Linked DNA regions of Mus musculus: all the other regions are linked to region 1. The links are chromatin contacts, called in public Hi-C, HiChIP or PLAC-seq and promoter capture Hi-C maps. All regions are on one chromosome and are shown on one strand. Each heading gives the region's core, a stretch centred on a gene start, on an enhancer-like site or on the middle of the called end of the contact. The rest is flanking DNA. Distances are from core to core; before and after follow the strand shown.

The links. Promoter capture Hi-C pulls out the DNA fragments that hold promoters and counts their contacts. A called contact is a pair of places that touch in the nucleus more often than the background predicts. HiChIP or PLAC-seq counts read pairs in DNA pulled down with a chosen protein or histone mark.
Region 2: an H3K27ac HiChIP or PLAC-seq map of microglia shows a contact between it and region 1, with 4 times the contacts expected there. The contact joins the promoter of Rtl6 here to the promoter of Ttll12 in region 1. A contact is called at or near these places in 1 of 39 promoter capture datasets (embryonic stem cells) and 1 of 115 datasets of contacts at active chromatin or transcription factors (microglia).
Region 3: a contact with region 1 is called in a promoter capture Hi-C map of neural stem cells. The contact joins the promoter of Pnpla3 here to the promoter of Ttll12 in region 1. A contact is called at or near these places in 2 of 39 promoter capture datasets (embryonic stem cells and neural stem cells) and 1 of 115 datasets of contacts at active chromatin or transcription factors (forebrain).
Region 4: a contact with region 1 is called in a Hi-C map of B cells, with 5 read pairs. The contact joins the enhancer-like site here to the promoter of Ttll12 in region 1. A contact is called at or near these places in 2 of 39 promoter capture datasets (the C10 cell line and cranial neural crest), 1 of 484 Hi-C or Micro-C datasets (B cells) and 3 of 115 datasets of contacts at active chromatin or transcription factors (bone marrow-derived macrophages, large pre-B cells and pancreatic cancer cells).

Annotation. Positions count from the first base shown.
Region 1 is chr15:83,593,308-83,597,035 of GRCm38.p6, forward strand. Ttll12 (tubulin tyrosine ligase-like family, member 12) reads right to left here and starts at 1,850. Exons shown (of 14, transcript NM_183017.2): 1 at 1,642-1,850. The coding sequence starts at 1,803. Gm52182 (a long non-coding RNA gene) reads left to right here. Exons shown (of 2, transcript XR_003951515.1): 2 at 1,030-2,139.
Region 2 is chr15:84,556,084-84,559,811 of GRCm38.p6, forward strand. It overlaps Rtl6 (retrotransposon Gag like 6), which reads right to left and starts at 1,740. Exons shown (of 1, transcript NM_177630.4): 1 at 1-1,740. The coding sequence starts at 1,110. The coding sequence ends at 379.
Region 3 is chr15:84,166,257-84,169,984 of GRCm38.p6, forward strand. Pnpla3 (patatin-like phospholipase domain containing 3) reads left to right here and starts at 1,560. Exons shown (of 8, transcript NM_054088.3): 1 at 1,560-1,804. The coding sequence starts at 1,618. Mir6392 (microRNA 6392) reads left to right here and starts at 2,014; the gene lies at 2,014-2,121.
Region 4 is chr15:83,073,641-83,077,368 of GRCm38.p6, forward strand. It overlaps Gm41366 (a long non-coding RNA gene), which reads right to left. Exons shown (of 3, transcript XR_875504.1): 3 at 2,036-2,834. Among named protein-coding and RNA genes, the nearest start is that of Gm41366, 6.7 kb to the right of the region's middle. Within about 2 kb of position 2,156, at least 30 of the 459 cell types and tissues checked have an H3K27ac peak or open chromatin away from gene starts, as enhancers often do. A contact at or near this core is called in B cells, where this site is marked.

The sequences.
Region 1 (3,728 bases), core at 600-3,099:
CTGATTGCCTGCTTGGTGGGGGAGGGTGGCTCTCTACAGGCAGGGATGCAGTCCTGCTGAGCATTCCCTCTGGGCCTTGTGGCAGGTCTCACTGTGGTGACTCAGCTTTGTCTGGAATGGCTCAGGAGGGCCTGGGGAAAAAAAAAAAATGGGTATCCCTGACTAGGCCACAGCAGCCCAAGTGAGAAGGGACAGGACACTGGTGGAGTGCAGTGGCCTGTCATTATCTTCTGCACCCCCTCAGGGAGCCAGGTGCTGGTGTTTCTCCATGCCTGCTTTCCAAATCAGACAGCTTAGGTGGGGAGTCACCTGACCAGGGAGAGTGCCCCTGAGTGGGGTCCCAGGGCATTCCAAAAACAAACAAACAAACAAACAAACAAAGAAGCCCAGCCCTTGCAGCATCTTGGGTACCCTCTTATCGTCACTAATAAATGGGGGTCCAGTTCTACCTCAGCACTGGCCTGAGATCAAGGCAAGTCTGCAGAAAGTAGCAGTGCGGAGGAGGGCCCAACACCACGTGAGCAGAGAACTTAGTGACAGGGAGTAAGTAACCCTCTGTAAGGAGGTGCCACTGACAGATGAGCCTCGACCAATGATGTAGTAATATCTGATAATCAGACTGAAGTAGAGAAATCACTTAATACTCCACCTACCAAACCGGTCACTACAGCTGCTTGCCCTGGGGCTGACGGCCAGTTATAACCTCACGGTATTGCCCAGGACCATCAACAATGTAACACTAGCACAAGGCTGGCTCCTCCTCTTTTACTGTCCCACAGGGCTAAGGATTGAGGCGCCTCCCAACCGCCAGCATGCTATAGTGAGCTGCAGTACAGCCCTACGTATAGGCTTAACCAGGAAATATCTGGCCCATACACAGTGTGGAACTAGATCAAAGAGGGTAAGCCTACCCCATTGAGAGGCACCGGGGAATCCTAGCTTTTGGACTCTCCCAGTCACCTGAAGGCTTAGTGGGTCTCAGATAGGAGGTGGTGTCCTGTGAAAAACCAAGCTCTTGCTTCGCAAAAGACCCTCCGCCCAGCCTAGCAGCTGCTGTCTTCATCACCCAAACCCTGTTCTCCGACGGAAGAAGCCGGGCACCCCGTGGAAGCCTAGCTCAGGTGAAGGATGGAGCCATTCTCTCAAAAGATGGGGGAGACCTTCTAAACCCTCTCTTAGCGTCGTCTCCATGTCTCAGGGCCTCCATTCTCTTTAGTGTACAAAGGGAGACCTGCTACTCACGCCGTGGGAAACAACTCCACAGAGTTCTACGGACTAAGCAGAGCTGCACAGAGCTGACTGAAATGATGCCGGTGTAGCTTGAATCTAACAGGAGCTCCTGCATCCGCCGGAGCCTCAGTTTCCTCATCCGTAAGTGGAGTCGCGAGTTCTACTCTTAATATATCAACCGAGGCGTTGGGATGCTGCGAGCCAAGCGCATGCCGGTTTGCAGGTCCCTGCGCATCCTCGGCGGGCCCATAACCCTGCAGGATGGCGGCACAGGCGCATCTCTCGGCCTGTACCCTTCTGACTCCCAGGTACATCCTGCTCCTGAACTTATAAGTGGCTCCCCTTCAGAGCTGCTGAGCTGTGCTCCCCACTCGACCGCATAGCCTGCCCGCAGCCCGTGCCATCTCGTACCTCGTGCTCCAGCTTGTGCAGAAGGCGGCCCCATAGTCGCTCTGGGACTCCCGAGGCGCGCAGCGTAGGGCCGTGCAGCGACACGAACTCGTCCAGCAGCCGCGCGTTCAGCCTCTCGGCGCGGCCGGGACTGCCAGGCTGCGGCCCGGACTGGATCTCCATAGTGCTCGGAAGAGCACGGCGCCGCCCACCGCAGGATTTAAGCGGACGGCGCGCACGCGCCTGCGTCCTGGGTTGCGAGGTTCCAAGAGTGCGCACGCGCGCTGGGGGCGTGTCTTCTCCATTCATCCCAGGACTGCCGCGAGGGATTCTGGGAACGCTGCTTAGAAGCCCCAGAGAGTCAGAATCAGGAGAGATTGTCCTCAAGGAGCCGGTGAAGCTGAGATGGGGAGGGGGTCGGGAAGAGGCAGAAGGTGCTCCCCCTTGCGCTGGTTGCAATCTTGTTTCGCCTGAATTTTTTTTTTAATTTTAGTTTAAAATTTTTATTTTTTTATTTTACGTGTGTGAGTGCTTTTATTTTACGTGTATGAGTGTGTATGTAAGTGCATATATGGCTCATGAAGGTTAGGAGACTGCGTCAGGTCCCTTGGAACTGGAATTACACATGGGGTGCTGGGATCCAAACCGGGTCATCTGCAAGAGCAGTTAACTACTAAGCCATTTTCCCAGACTTGTTTTGTTTTATTTTGTTTTGGTGTGTGTGTGTGTGTGTGTGTTTGTGTGTGTGTCACAGCGCACTTGTGGAAAGCAAAGAACAAAACATTGTAGAGTCTGTTCTCTTTCCATTTTTATCAAACGCAAGTCATTAAGATTGCATGGCAAATGCTTTACCACTGAGCCATTTGCTAGGGCTTGGTTATCATCATCATATTGCCACAGGGTCACATTCAGCTCAGACTAATCTGACCAAGAAACTCACTTTGTTTCGAAGGCTGGCCTTGAACCCTTCCTCCCTCCACCTGTCAAGCATTGGGAGACACCAGCGTGTGGGGATCCTAGTTATATCTCAAAGGTGGACAGATCTTTCTAGGGATTGGAGGAGCCTTCTCAGTCCTTGGAATGCCTTGTTGAATTCAAAGGTTGTGATAACTTGGTGTGCCATCAAAAGGGTTATTCCACAAGTGCAGAGATCAGCTTGCCTCTGCCTCCCAAGTGTTGGGATTAAAGGCATAAGTTACCACCTCCAGCCGCTTTCTTGCTTCCTGTCTATCGAGGAAAAGAGAGCCCTAAATTCAGAGAAAGACTCTGTCTCAAGAAATTAAGCAGAGAAAGGCAGATGAGGATACCCAATATCTTCTTTTAGCCTCCACTTGCACATGGCACACTCCCTCCCTGTATGCATGGACTCATATACCCACAAGCCCTCAACAATCAATCAATGACTGCATGGATCATTTCATCATATAATTTGCTAGATGGAGATGAGATAGAGGGTAGTTTAAAATTTTTTTCAATAGATGTATGTGATGGTTTGAATATCCTTGCATAAGAGAGAGAAACTGTGAGGACGGGGCTGGGTGATTTTGGGAAGTTCGCCAAGCAGCTTCCAGCCAGCAACACAGACTCTCTTCAGCTTTCAGAGAGTCTGTGTGTATTCTCTGGTGGAATTACCTTACAACAGCAGAGGTTAGGAGAAGTTCTGGGTGTTCTAGATCACCTGGAACTGGAGTTATGGATGTTTGAGAACAGATATGGATGCTAGGAACTGAATCCCAGTACTCTGTGAGAGCAGCCAGTGCCCTTAACCACTGAGCAACCTCTCCAGCCCCCTTTAAGGATCTAATGCTGCCTTCTCCGATTGCTGACTCTATGAATAAAGCACAATTTTAGAAGATTCCATCCCTGTCCCTGGTGACTGGCAAGTATCACTAACCCTGGTGCTCTAGTTAGATAGCCTAGTGTTGGCTGTTTGCCTCCACCCCAAGGGCAGGGGGCCACCATGGGCTAGGAAACAGCAGCGGCCTCTTTCTGGATCCTAGAAAAACCTCCCTCAGTTTTACCTAGCAAATTGAATCGATTTGTATTCAGACTTTATTCAGGCTTAAGGCACTTTGGACTTTTTTTTTTTTTTTTTTTTTTTTTTTTTT
Region 2 (3,728 bases), core at 490-2,989, 960 kb after region 1:
GTTCTTCAGCCTGGGGCAGCAAGAGCTGTAGGGAGTGTTCCAGGAGCTGAGTATCCGTGAGCTGAGCTCGCAGAGGTGGTCAGCCTAAATGGTTCCTGGGCAGGCACATGCCCAAGGGGCTGTGTTGTGATTGCTGGAGAAGCTGGGATTGCAAGCAACAGAAAGGGGGAGCATGCACTGAGTCGCGGGTAACGCTAACAAAACAAATACACGCCGCACAGCGGGGTGGGTGACCAATGCCGATGACAGGATGGTCTCCCGTAGACCAGAGAGGCGTGAAGGGTGCCTCAAACAGGGCAAAGCTACTGAATTGACAACTCTCAACAACGGAGTCTAGCTACCTGGGTGGACACAGACTACCAGGGTGGTGGCAAGTCCTTAAAGGTTCCGGCCACGAGAGGGCAAGGCTGGTGCGGGATTGGTCCCGTTGGAGGCTGGATGCACCGGGCAGGATCCTGTGCCAGCTGCGGCCAGTTGGCGACACAACATCTGGCGCTCCCGCTCTCGCTCCCGCACAGCCCTATTGGACGCGGATGTCTTCCGGATTTGTGCTCGCCTTGAGTGCCTCAGCGGGGACTTGTAGGTTCTGCGGAGCTCAGCCAGAAACCCCTGGTAATTGTTTCGCAAAGGGCTGTCTGGTTGCATGTGGGGGATGGCCCACTTCTCCGCCTCCCCAGTCAGACGGGATACCAGGAAGGCCACTCTCTCGGCTTCACCGGGGAAGCGGGAGGCTTGAAAAATCATGAACCTGTCCATCTGCATCAGGAACCCTGCCAACTGTCCAGGGTCTCCTGAGAAGGGTTCAGGCAGTGAGGTGGGTGGCGTGGTCATGGGTCGGGTCCCATTGGAGGTGATGGCAGAGATAGGTGGAGTAATCTGTAGAGCGCCAGGGATGCGCGCTCGGGTGCGCAGCAGAGTTAGTTCGGCCATCACACTCTCCAGCATGTTGGTGAGGTTGGCCTTCTCCGCCCTCAGTGTGGAGGCCTCGCGCCTCAGCGCGGAGTTGGTGAGGCGCAGAGAGGTCAGGGTGTCAACTACGTCATCCATCTGAGCGCTGGCACCAGGGGCAGAGGCTGGGCTTTCAGTTTTGGAGGTCCGAGGTTGGACCATGCTGGCGGCCAAAGTTAAGCCACAGGTACCTGGAGAACCAGAGCGCAAGGCCTTGGATGCTGAAGCAAGCCTGAGGACGCTGGTCCTGTCCTGGATGCAGTTCCTTTCTGCAAGCTTCGCAGGATCAAAGTGTGGGTCGCTGGCTGGACCTGCCCAGGCCCTGAAGGATGCTCGAGCTGGATAGCCCTTGTAGAATGCATAGGCTGGATCTGCCCAGGCCTTACGAGATGCGCGGACCTGCCAGACTTTGCAGGATGCACCTGCCGGAGCTCGGGCTGCGGATGCAGGCACTGACCACCGGTGCCATGCGACCACCCGCGCGTGAACAAAGGCGTCGGCACCTGGGCTGGCCCAGGCTGGGCGGCGTATGTACCTGTCGCTCCGCTGCTCCCTCCGCTGCCAAGATGGCCCGAGGGTCGAGGCCGCGCCCGGCCTGTACGTCACGGAGGCCGCCGGAACTGCTTTCCGGGCAGCGGCGGCGGGGGTGGCAATTCCTGCGGGGCTGGCTTGACCTGGTCCCGGCGCTGCGCTGCGCGGTCACCGCGCGGTCTTTGTGCAGGCGCGGCCAGCTAGACGGCCGCTGGGAACCTGGCAACTGGGCCAGGGCCTGCTGGTTGCCATAGAGACCGCTCGCTCTCGGAGCAGCGGCCGGGACCTTGCCTTCCGGAAGTGACGCACCTGCGCCTTTCTCAACAGCCTATTAGCGAGGAGCTTGGCTTCTGCCAGCTGAAATCTTGGAAAGATTAGCTTGGAAATTAGATAGTCTTGGAAAGATTATCTTCTTTACGATTCCTACCCAGGCCGCTCGCGGAGCCTCTCAGAGACAGTATCTTTTTTTTTTTTTTAAGTGAGATTGATTTTTCTTCCTGTGATTTGAACACCATTCGCATGAACTGTATGATCATGGTAGCAGATCTTGACAAGAAAACTATTTTTTTTTTTTTTTGAGGCAGTCTCCTGTAAACCAGACTGGTCTGGAAAACTCAGAAAGTAGCCAGAAATGACCTTGAACCTCTCCTGCCTCTACATTCCCCGTGGTGGATTGTGGGAATTCAATACTGGCTCTGAACCCACAATGTAGCCAAGGATGACTACGACCCTCTCATCCTTCGGTTGCCACCCCGGGTGTGCTGGGGTTACTTGCTCTGAGTGCCATAGCCCTCCGTGCACAATGTTGAAGGTTAAACCCAGGGCCTCATGCTTGCAAGCATGCCACCACTGAGCTGAATCCCCATCCTTGGAAACGTCTTTCAAAAACAAAGCAGAAACATTACAGTTCCCCTCAGTGTTCTACACGCGCGCGCGCGCGCGCGCGCGCACACACACACACACACACACACACCATCTTGTTCAATAGTCCACCATTTTCCCATTAGTATCCTAATAGGAAACATTGACTTTTGTGCCTTGTAGATGGTCATGTCTCCCTAGTCACATTGAATTTTGAGATTTTCCTAGGGGAGGTAATACAGAAGCATGTCTTTCTATTATTGCCTAGGGCTTCACCGAAAGCCTGTGCTACCTTTTACTCCTGCCTGCCCTCTTGATAGATGGCCAACTTACCTTACACGCTGAATTTTGTGAGCATAGTTTATGTGAGTCTTAGCCCCTTCCTCTGACAGTTGTTCCTCATGGTCAGTTCCATACTGGGATAAACTGGGAGAGACAATACCATCTGTGAAGCCCTCCTATGATGCAGTCTAGCGAGAGTGACTGCAGGTGGGAGACAGACCTGGGGTGGAGATGTGTTCATTCGGTCTATAGATTTTGGTCTTGGAGTGAGGGATTGTGGCTGAGGGTATCCACACTATGAGAGTGTTATAGAATCTAATGCTGTGCTCGTGAGGGGTGGCCCCTGGAAAAAAAATCACACCACACTACAGACCTGGTGTAAGGAGGTTTATCTGGGGGAACAGAGGGGAGTGAGGACATGGAGAAAGGTTAGAAGGAGAAAGACAGGAGTAGAGCCATGGGGGCAGAGAAGGGGGGCAGAGGAGGACAGAAAGGAGAGATAAGCCAGCCAGGAACACATGGGAGTAGAGAGAAATGGAGAAGGGAAGGGAGGGAGAAGGGGAGAGGGAGGGAGAGGAGAGAGAGAGAGAGAGAGAGAGAGAGAGAGAGAGAACTGGGGTAGCCCTGCCAGGCCACCTGCACCTGGTAGCAGGCAGGTGATGACGTAAGCCTTTGCTAGGTTCCAGGAGGAGCCTAGCAGAACTGCCTGTGGTAGGCTAGCAAAAAGAACTCTTGCATTCCCTTGCTCCAGACTGTATATTTTCAGCCATCAAGAACTCTCCAGAGCATGAAGCAAGAGAGGATAGGACAGTGTACCCTCATGCCACTTCTGCAAGGTCTCCAAAATCAGGGGGAGGCAGGGGCTGCTGTCACCTTGACTGAGGCCAAGGAGTTCAAACTCAAACTTGTTCTGGATTGGGCTCCCTCTTCACCCCCCCCCCCACACACACACCGTGTTTCTGAACATACCTGGGCATCCATCCCCTTGTGTGTCAGGCTCTCAGAACCACAGTGGTACCTCCCAGGTCCCTGGATGCTGTGGGCTACAAAGGGGCTGCAGTTCAGCCGTGATGGACAGTGTAATTCTAAGGTCCCCCAGTGCCTTG
Region 3 (3,728 bases), core at 310-2,809, 570 kb after region 1:
GGTTAGGTTCCCAGCACCCATAGAGTGATTAACAACTGTCTGTGACTCCAATTCCAGGGATGCCCCAGCTGGTAGGACCCAAGTGTGTGTGTGTGTGGGGGGGGGGCATTCCAAACCAGAGTGCCGGAGTGGGCTGGGAAGAAGATGCTCAAGAGTCCAATACTCTCTCCTAGATTTCATGGGTACTAAACCTGAATGTGGTACACAGCTATGCATGCAGCCAAAACACCCATACACATAAGAATATTAAAAATAAATTTTAACTAAAATATTCTATTAAAGAGTAGTGTACAGGGGCTGGTGAGATGGCTCAGTGGGTAAGAGCACCGACTGCTCTTCCGAAGGTCCGAAGTTCAAATCCCAGCAACCACATGGTGGCTCACAACCACCCGTAATGAGATCTGATGCCCTCTTCTGGTGCGTCTGAAAGACAGCTACAATGTACTTATATATAATAAATAAATAAATAAATCTAAAAAAAAAAAAAAAGAAAAAAAAGAGTAGTGTACAAATTGTATTGCTATACTTGGTCAAAGATACTTTGTAGTCAGAAGAGGCACAGACAGGACCACAAACCATCTAGCTCCCAGCTTTCCTTACTCCTGCCTTCATTGGCACCGGCCAATCACATATTTTATTTATAAGTGACACTTGTACATGGAAACTTCAGGTCCTCCCTGCCTGGTGTTGTCTTCCTGTAGTCTTAGTTACTTAGGAGGCTGTGGCAAAGGGGCCAGAGGCTGAAGTCCAGGCTGAGTCACTGAAGGAGGCAGCTGGTTAAAAGAAAAAGGAACCCAGGGCAGCTCAGTGGTAGAGCCTTTGCCTAGCATGCAGGAGGGCCGAGGTTCAGTTCTTAGTACTGTAAAATTAAACAAGGCGCTGAAAGGATGGTTCAGCGGTAGAGGCCACAACTACTCTTACAGAGCACCAGAGTGGAGTCCAAGAATCCACGCGATGGCTCACAATCCTCTGCAACTCCAGTTCTAGGAGGTTTAACGTCCTCTTATGGCCTCCTTGGTCACTGCACACCCATGGTGCATAGACATACATGCAGACAAAATACTCATAAACATGGGGGCGGGGAGCCTAAGTATCTTTTTAAGAGGAAGGAAGGAAGGAAGGAAGGAAGGAAGGAAGGAAGGAAGGGAGGGAGGGAGGGAAGGAGGGAGGGAGGAAGGAAGGGAGGAAGAAAACCTCTCTCCATGAATTAAAAACGAACAGAAAGCAAAATAAATAACTGCAAAAACAGACACCCTACATGAAAATAAAGGAAAGACAGCATGTGGATGGTAGCATCTCTCGTGTAATAAAGAAAAGGAGAGAGTGCCACCGGCGTGCCATCCAGAACCTGAAAGAAAAGGGTATTCAAAGAGCCATTCTGCCCAGCAAGCATCCAAGCCTAGGATTTGGGAAAGCCCACGCGGGAGGGACATGGGGCGGGGCATGAGTCCAGTACGCCCATTGGGCCTCCCACTGGCTTATTTGCATGGTCCTAGTGGGGCGGGGCCTCAGCTGACGTCACCCGAAGACAGCTTAGGCGGCTGCGGCTCTTTAAGCTCAGAGCAGCAACACCGGGAGCAGAGCTGAACTGCAGCGCCGCCCGGAGCTTCAAGCACCATGTATGACCCAGAGCGCCGCTGGAGCCTGTCGTTTGCAGGCTGCGGCTTCCTGGGCTTCTACCACGTCGGGGCTACGCTATGTCTGAGCGAGCGCGCCCCGCACCTCCTCCGCGATGCGCGCACTTTCTTTGGCTGCTCGGCCGGTGCACTGCACGCGGTCACCTTCGTGTGCAGTCTCCCTCTCGGTGCGTCCACGGCCACTACCCAGGCCCCGCGTGCGGGGAGGGGTTGCTACACCTGGGGAATCGGTAACACTTTCCGGGGTGCCCGAAGAAACCTGTCCGGAGAGCTCTCATCCTTCCCGGTGCCGTTGAGCACTCAGCTGGAGACCCTGGGCCTGTCACCTGGCGTGGGATTTCCCGGGGCCGGCTGGAGCAGACGCGCTCCGAGCATCTTCTTCCTGACCCGCTCTGGCGCCCTGGTCCTGTCAGCTGGGTCATCCCTGAGCAGCAGGGAACGACGCAGGTTTGCCGGGTCCTCTGGTCCCTGAGCCGCAGAAGGTTTGTCCTGTGTGGCTCTGGCTAGTGTCCCATGGCTGGTGCCGCCAGGAAGGGCAGAAGGCACCCAGACTAGAACACCCTTAGTGGCAGTCCAATGCTCCGGTTGCCTTTAGAGGTGGCTGGTGGGGGCGGGGTACGTGGATTAGAGAAATATTTGGAACACTCCCTAGAAGCTGGAATGGGTTCCCAGACAGATCCAGTTCCACTCTCTCCTGTCTTCACTAGCCTAGATAAGCGGCCCTTCCCAGATCGATGTCACTGACATTCAGGGCATTTGAATCTTGGCCTAATTAAACATTTGCCCATGCACCCATGAGCGAGAGGAGGCGAGTACTCTCCTCTCCCCCACTAAACTACTAGGATGTGATGCCTTCTCTTCCCAGTGTCATAGCCGGATGCTTTTGGGGTTGTGGGCAGGGCTTGGCTAAGTGCCCACGGGGGGGGGGGCGGACTGCTGACACCCAAAGGTCCCCAGGCTGCATGACAATGTCCCACATCAACCCTCTTTGATCTGGGGCCTCTTTAACACTTTACTCTTTGCTCTCTGCTGGCCACAGCCAGCAGGGAGAGACTTTGGCAGGCAGGGGAAAGCCCCTGCTGATGAGCGGAGCTCTGCCATTGGATGGGATCGGTGAGCAGACCCTGAGCCGATGAGAATCAGGGATTAGAAGACAAGCAAATCTGGCTGTGTGCCTGCTTGTCTGGGTTTCCCAGTGAGGAGGGAGCCAGGAGTAAAGGGCAGTGAGAGTGGCCTCTGGAAAGACTAGATTAGTCCAGTGGCCATTGCACACCCTGGGCTTCGGCACTAAAGGCAGTTAGTTCTTAAATGGAGGGCTCTGAGCCCAATAGCGATGGATGATTATTGGGACATGGTTTAAATGCATTGACTCCAGGAATCTTAAGTACACCCACTTTCATATAGAGCAATGGTTCTCTCAACCTGTGGGTCACAGCCTCTCTGGGGGTCTAATGACCCTTTCACAGGAGTCATCAAAGACCATTGGGAAACAGATACTTATGATTCATAACAGCAAAATTACATTATGAAGTATCATCGAAAATAATTGTATATTTGGGGGGGCAACCACAACATGAGGGACTGTATTAAAGAGTTCCAGCACTGGGAAGATTGAGAACCAATGATAAAGTGGGGTGTTTGTAACTGCTCAGAAGACAGGGACAGCCTGGGGCTATCCTGTCAGGTCACAGAGAGGGCACAAAATTACAGATTATCTCTGGTGGGAGCTGCTAAGGTGCATTGCCCAGGGCTTGGAACGGGCACAGGTGTTTGGGGCATCTGAGCATTTGGCTGGACTTGACAGAGGAGGTAGGTGCAATTGGCTACCAGTGTGTGAGTTCACCCTCAAGCCAGGCTCAGCAGGCTGGCTTGGGGTAGGGTTTGCTGGGAGTGAGAGTTAGAGTTGGATCAGAAAAGGCTGGGATATGCCTGGCCTCATGGAACCAGGATTCATGTTGTCATAAGTGCTAGGGCAGAGTGGATTAGTCAAAGAGGGCTGGTCTGGAGAGTGAGGGCAGATGGACTGTGAATACTACTGTGTACCTACTGTGCGATCTGGGAAGTCTTGGCTTAGAGGTTTACACGGAGCCT
Region 4 (3,728 bases), core at 906-3,405, 520 kb before region 1:
CCAAGAACCATGGCCTGGGCCACGGGAGCTAAAATCCACAGCTCTTCCCTTTCAGTGTCTTGCTGAGCCAGCAGATCGGCCAGCAGGAAAAGGCTTCTCCTGCAAACTGGATGTCCTGAGTTCAATCCCTGGGACTCACATGGTAGAAGGACAGAACTGACTGACTATCACAAGGTGTTCTCTGACCCCCATGAGATGGCACAAATACATGCATGGGGGCATACACACACATATACACATAAACGCAGGCATGCCTGCACATACAAACACACAGGTACATTCACATACATACACACATACAGCAAGTACACACATGCACACATAATGCACACACTTGCACATGCAAACATACACCTGAGCACACATGCACATACATGCACACATATATACACACATGCACCATTTTTTAGAATGCTGATTATATTGAGTATTTTATCTCAGTGGTGGGAGGTATGACTAACATTCTATAAGAGCAAATACCAAGTCATTGGGTACTCTGATACTGGAGAGGGCTCTAAGCGCAGAGGGAAGAGGGTGTGAGGGAGACTACGGGAGTCTTAGACTCATCTGTGAAAAGACACAGAAGGAAAGAGGAAGAAAAAGAGATCGCAGACTCCAGCAAGGCTCTAAGAAGACTATGCCCAGGCCAAGCAACAACTGCCAGTGTACAGGAGTTGGGTGCCAGTCAGAAATGGCCTGACTCCAGGACTCCCTGGTGGAGTCACTGGCTGGGAGCCACCAGGGCAGGAGGAACAGGAATGTGGTTTTGACCTGAATGCCAAAGTGGCCTAAGGTACAACAGTCGGAGGGTGCCAGCCAACGGTGCCTCCCTCAGCAGGAGCCTTTGAAGACAAGCCTGAGTGACATGATGCCTGTGACTGTCACACAGAGGACACACTAACCACCCAGTACATGGTTATGAAGCAGCAGTTCAAAGCAGAGACAGTGGGATCAGTGGACAGCAACAGGCTGTGTCAGGAGTGGGAGGGCACACCTTTCCAAGTGCTCAAGAAGACTCAAACAATTGTGTATACAGCAGGTCACTGAACACAGCAAATGATACTTGGCCACAGGGCTGTGCTATTAGACATAGATCACAAAACTGTTTTAAACCCATGTTTTGACATTGCAGTTCATGAAGGAGCTACTATATGAGTTTAGGATGAACCAGTGTGGCAGCATAGGTCTGTATCCCCAGAACTAGGGGAGGTGGAGCCAGGAGGATCAGAGCTGGGCTGGCAGGGGGCTCAGCAAGTAAATACACCGGCCATACAAGTGTGTAAACCTGAGTGCCGTGCCCAGACACGTGTAAACACAGGTACACAGTGTGCCTGTGATCTTAGTGCTCCTATGGTGAGATGAAAGGCAGGAGAATCCCTGGAACTGGTGGGTCAGCTAAGCCTGGACCTTACCACAAACATCCCTGTCCCAAAAGGATGACGGTAAAAACTGTTACCCAAGGCTATCCCCTGACTTCCACATGTGTGTTGTGGCGCACACAACCACATACACACAAATGTATGCATATACATACAGACATCACACACGCACACACACACACACACACACACACACACACACATGCAAAAGAGTTCAAAGACAGCCATGGCTACATTGTCAATTTTAGGATAGCTGGTGCTACATAAGAGCCTGTCTTTTAAAAAAGTGTTTTTAAAGGTAAGGGAAACCTCAGAAGAAAACAAGAAACTTAAGAATGCCTTTAATTGGGGCTGGAGAGATGGCTCAATGGTTAAGAGCACTGATTGCTCTACCGAAGGTCCTGAGTTCAAATCCTAGCAACCACATGGTGGCTCACAACCATCTGTAATGAGATCTGATGCCCTCTTCTGGGGTGTCTGAAGACGCCTATAGTGTACTAACATATAATAAATAAATAAATATTTCTAAAAAAGAATGCCTTTAATCCCAACATGGGTGTGTATGTGGAGTGGGACAGAGGGATGTCTGAGTTTGAGGCCAGTCTGGTCTAGTCTACAGAATGAGTTCCAGAACAGCTAGGGCTACACAGAGAAACCTTGTCTCAAAACAAAACAAAACACAAAAAACAAAAAAGAAAGAAAGAAAAGGGAAGGGAAACAAGAAACTACTCAGAACTAAGACAGTGAGGTCATCAGGAGATGAACCTAGAAGGACATTCATTCTAAAGCAAGGCTCCGGGGAGGCGTAACCTTCAGTGCCCACCACAGAACAGAAAACCCAAGGCTGATAACTGGTAGCTGATAACAAAATAGGAAGGAGGGAAATCACAGAGGAAACAGATCTGTCAAGGATAAAACCAAGAGCGAATCAGTGGAGCCACAGCTGGATCCTCGAAGAGACGGGTATTGACAAGTCTCTGGCAAGAGCACCCTATAACGTGTGAGAAATGAACAAAGAAAAACCGCATAACGCAGCTAGAGCCGATTCAAAACCAACAATCGCTCACGTTTCTGAGCTGGCATCACGCCGCGTTCGATTGCGCAATGTGTGTTTACAGGTGAGATTGACTCCCACGTCCTCTGTGCCCCTCCGCCTGTGCCGCAGGACTTCCTGCCAGTCCCTCTGCCCGTTAGACATTCTCTTCCACGCCTGTGGTCAGGCTGTTTCCTGAGCTGGAAATGGCCTCCCTCTCCTATGCAAACAGTAAGATCCACAGCAGCCTCCTCAGGCTCTTCCTAACAACAACGTGCCTCCATCCGTCCTGCCTTCCCCATCACTAGGAGGACCAAGGATAGCGACATGCTCACTTGAAGAAGTCCACAAGTGGGTGGGGCTGGGGATGCGGCTCAGCTGGTAAAGTGCTTGCCGGCAAACACGATGAACTCTTCAGATCCCTAGAACACATTAAACACACACACACACACATAAATAAAGGCTAGGTGTGTACATTCAGAGAGTTTTCTCTGCTCCCATCAAACACATTTGCTTCTGCCCTCTTCCTGGCAGAGCATCTCCTGGTGATGTCTGCAGCCCCCTAAGTTTGAGCACATTATGTCTTGACTAAGGAATTGGTCAATTGACGGCTAAGGAGCCTCAAGACCCACCTGTGCCAGGCAAACCTCTGAGCCCTTGGCTGGTTTAAGCCTCACAGCCAATGACAGTGTGCACAGCCGTTTACAGCCGACAAGACAGAGGCCCAGGATGGACTGGGTGGGTGGAGTCGGGCCTTAAAGCTACACTGGGAAAGGCCATTCTATTCTGTTCCTTTAAAGTCAGATCCTGCAATGCCTGAAAGTTGCTATGGAGACCAAGCCAGTCTCTAACTTTCAGCAGCCCTTCTGCCTCTACCTCTGCCTCTCAAGTGCTGGTATTCCAGGGACATGTGCCATCACACTTGGCAAAATAGTTTTTCTTTTATTCTGAGACAGGGTTTCTCTGTGTAGCCCTGGCTGTCTAGGAACTTACTCTGTAGACCAGGCTAGCCTCAAACTCAGAGATTTGCCTGCCTCTGCTCCTGAGTGCCAGCATCCCTGCAGAGGCCATGGAAGGTGTGGATCTGCTGCAACTGGAGTTACAACCAGTTGTTGGTGGCCATGGCTGGGAACAGAACACCTATCTTCGAAAAGGGTAGCCAGTGCTCTTGACTGCTGAGCCATCTCTCCAGCCCCACAAAACTAAATCTTAAAAAAAAGAATGGCACATAGCCCCAGGCATGGTGGCTTTCGCCTGTGATCTGAGACAGGAATTTCATGAACAGCCTGGGCTACATAGTGATTTCCAGGCCAGCT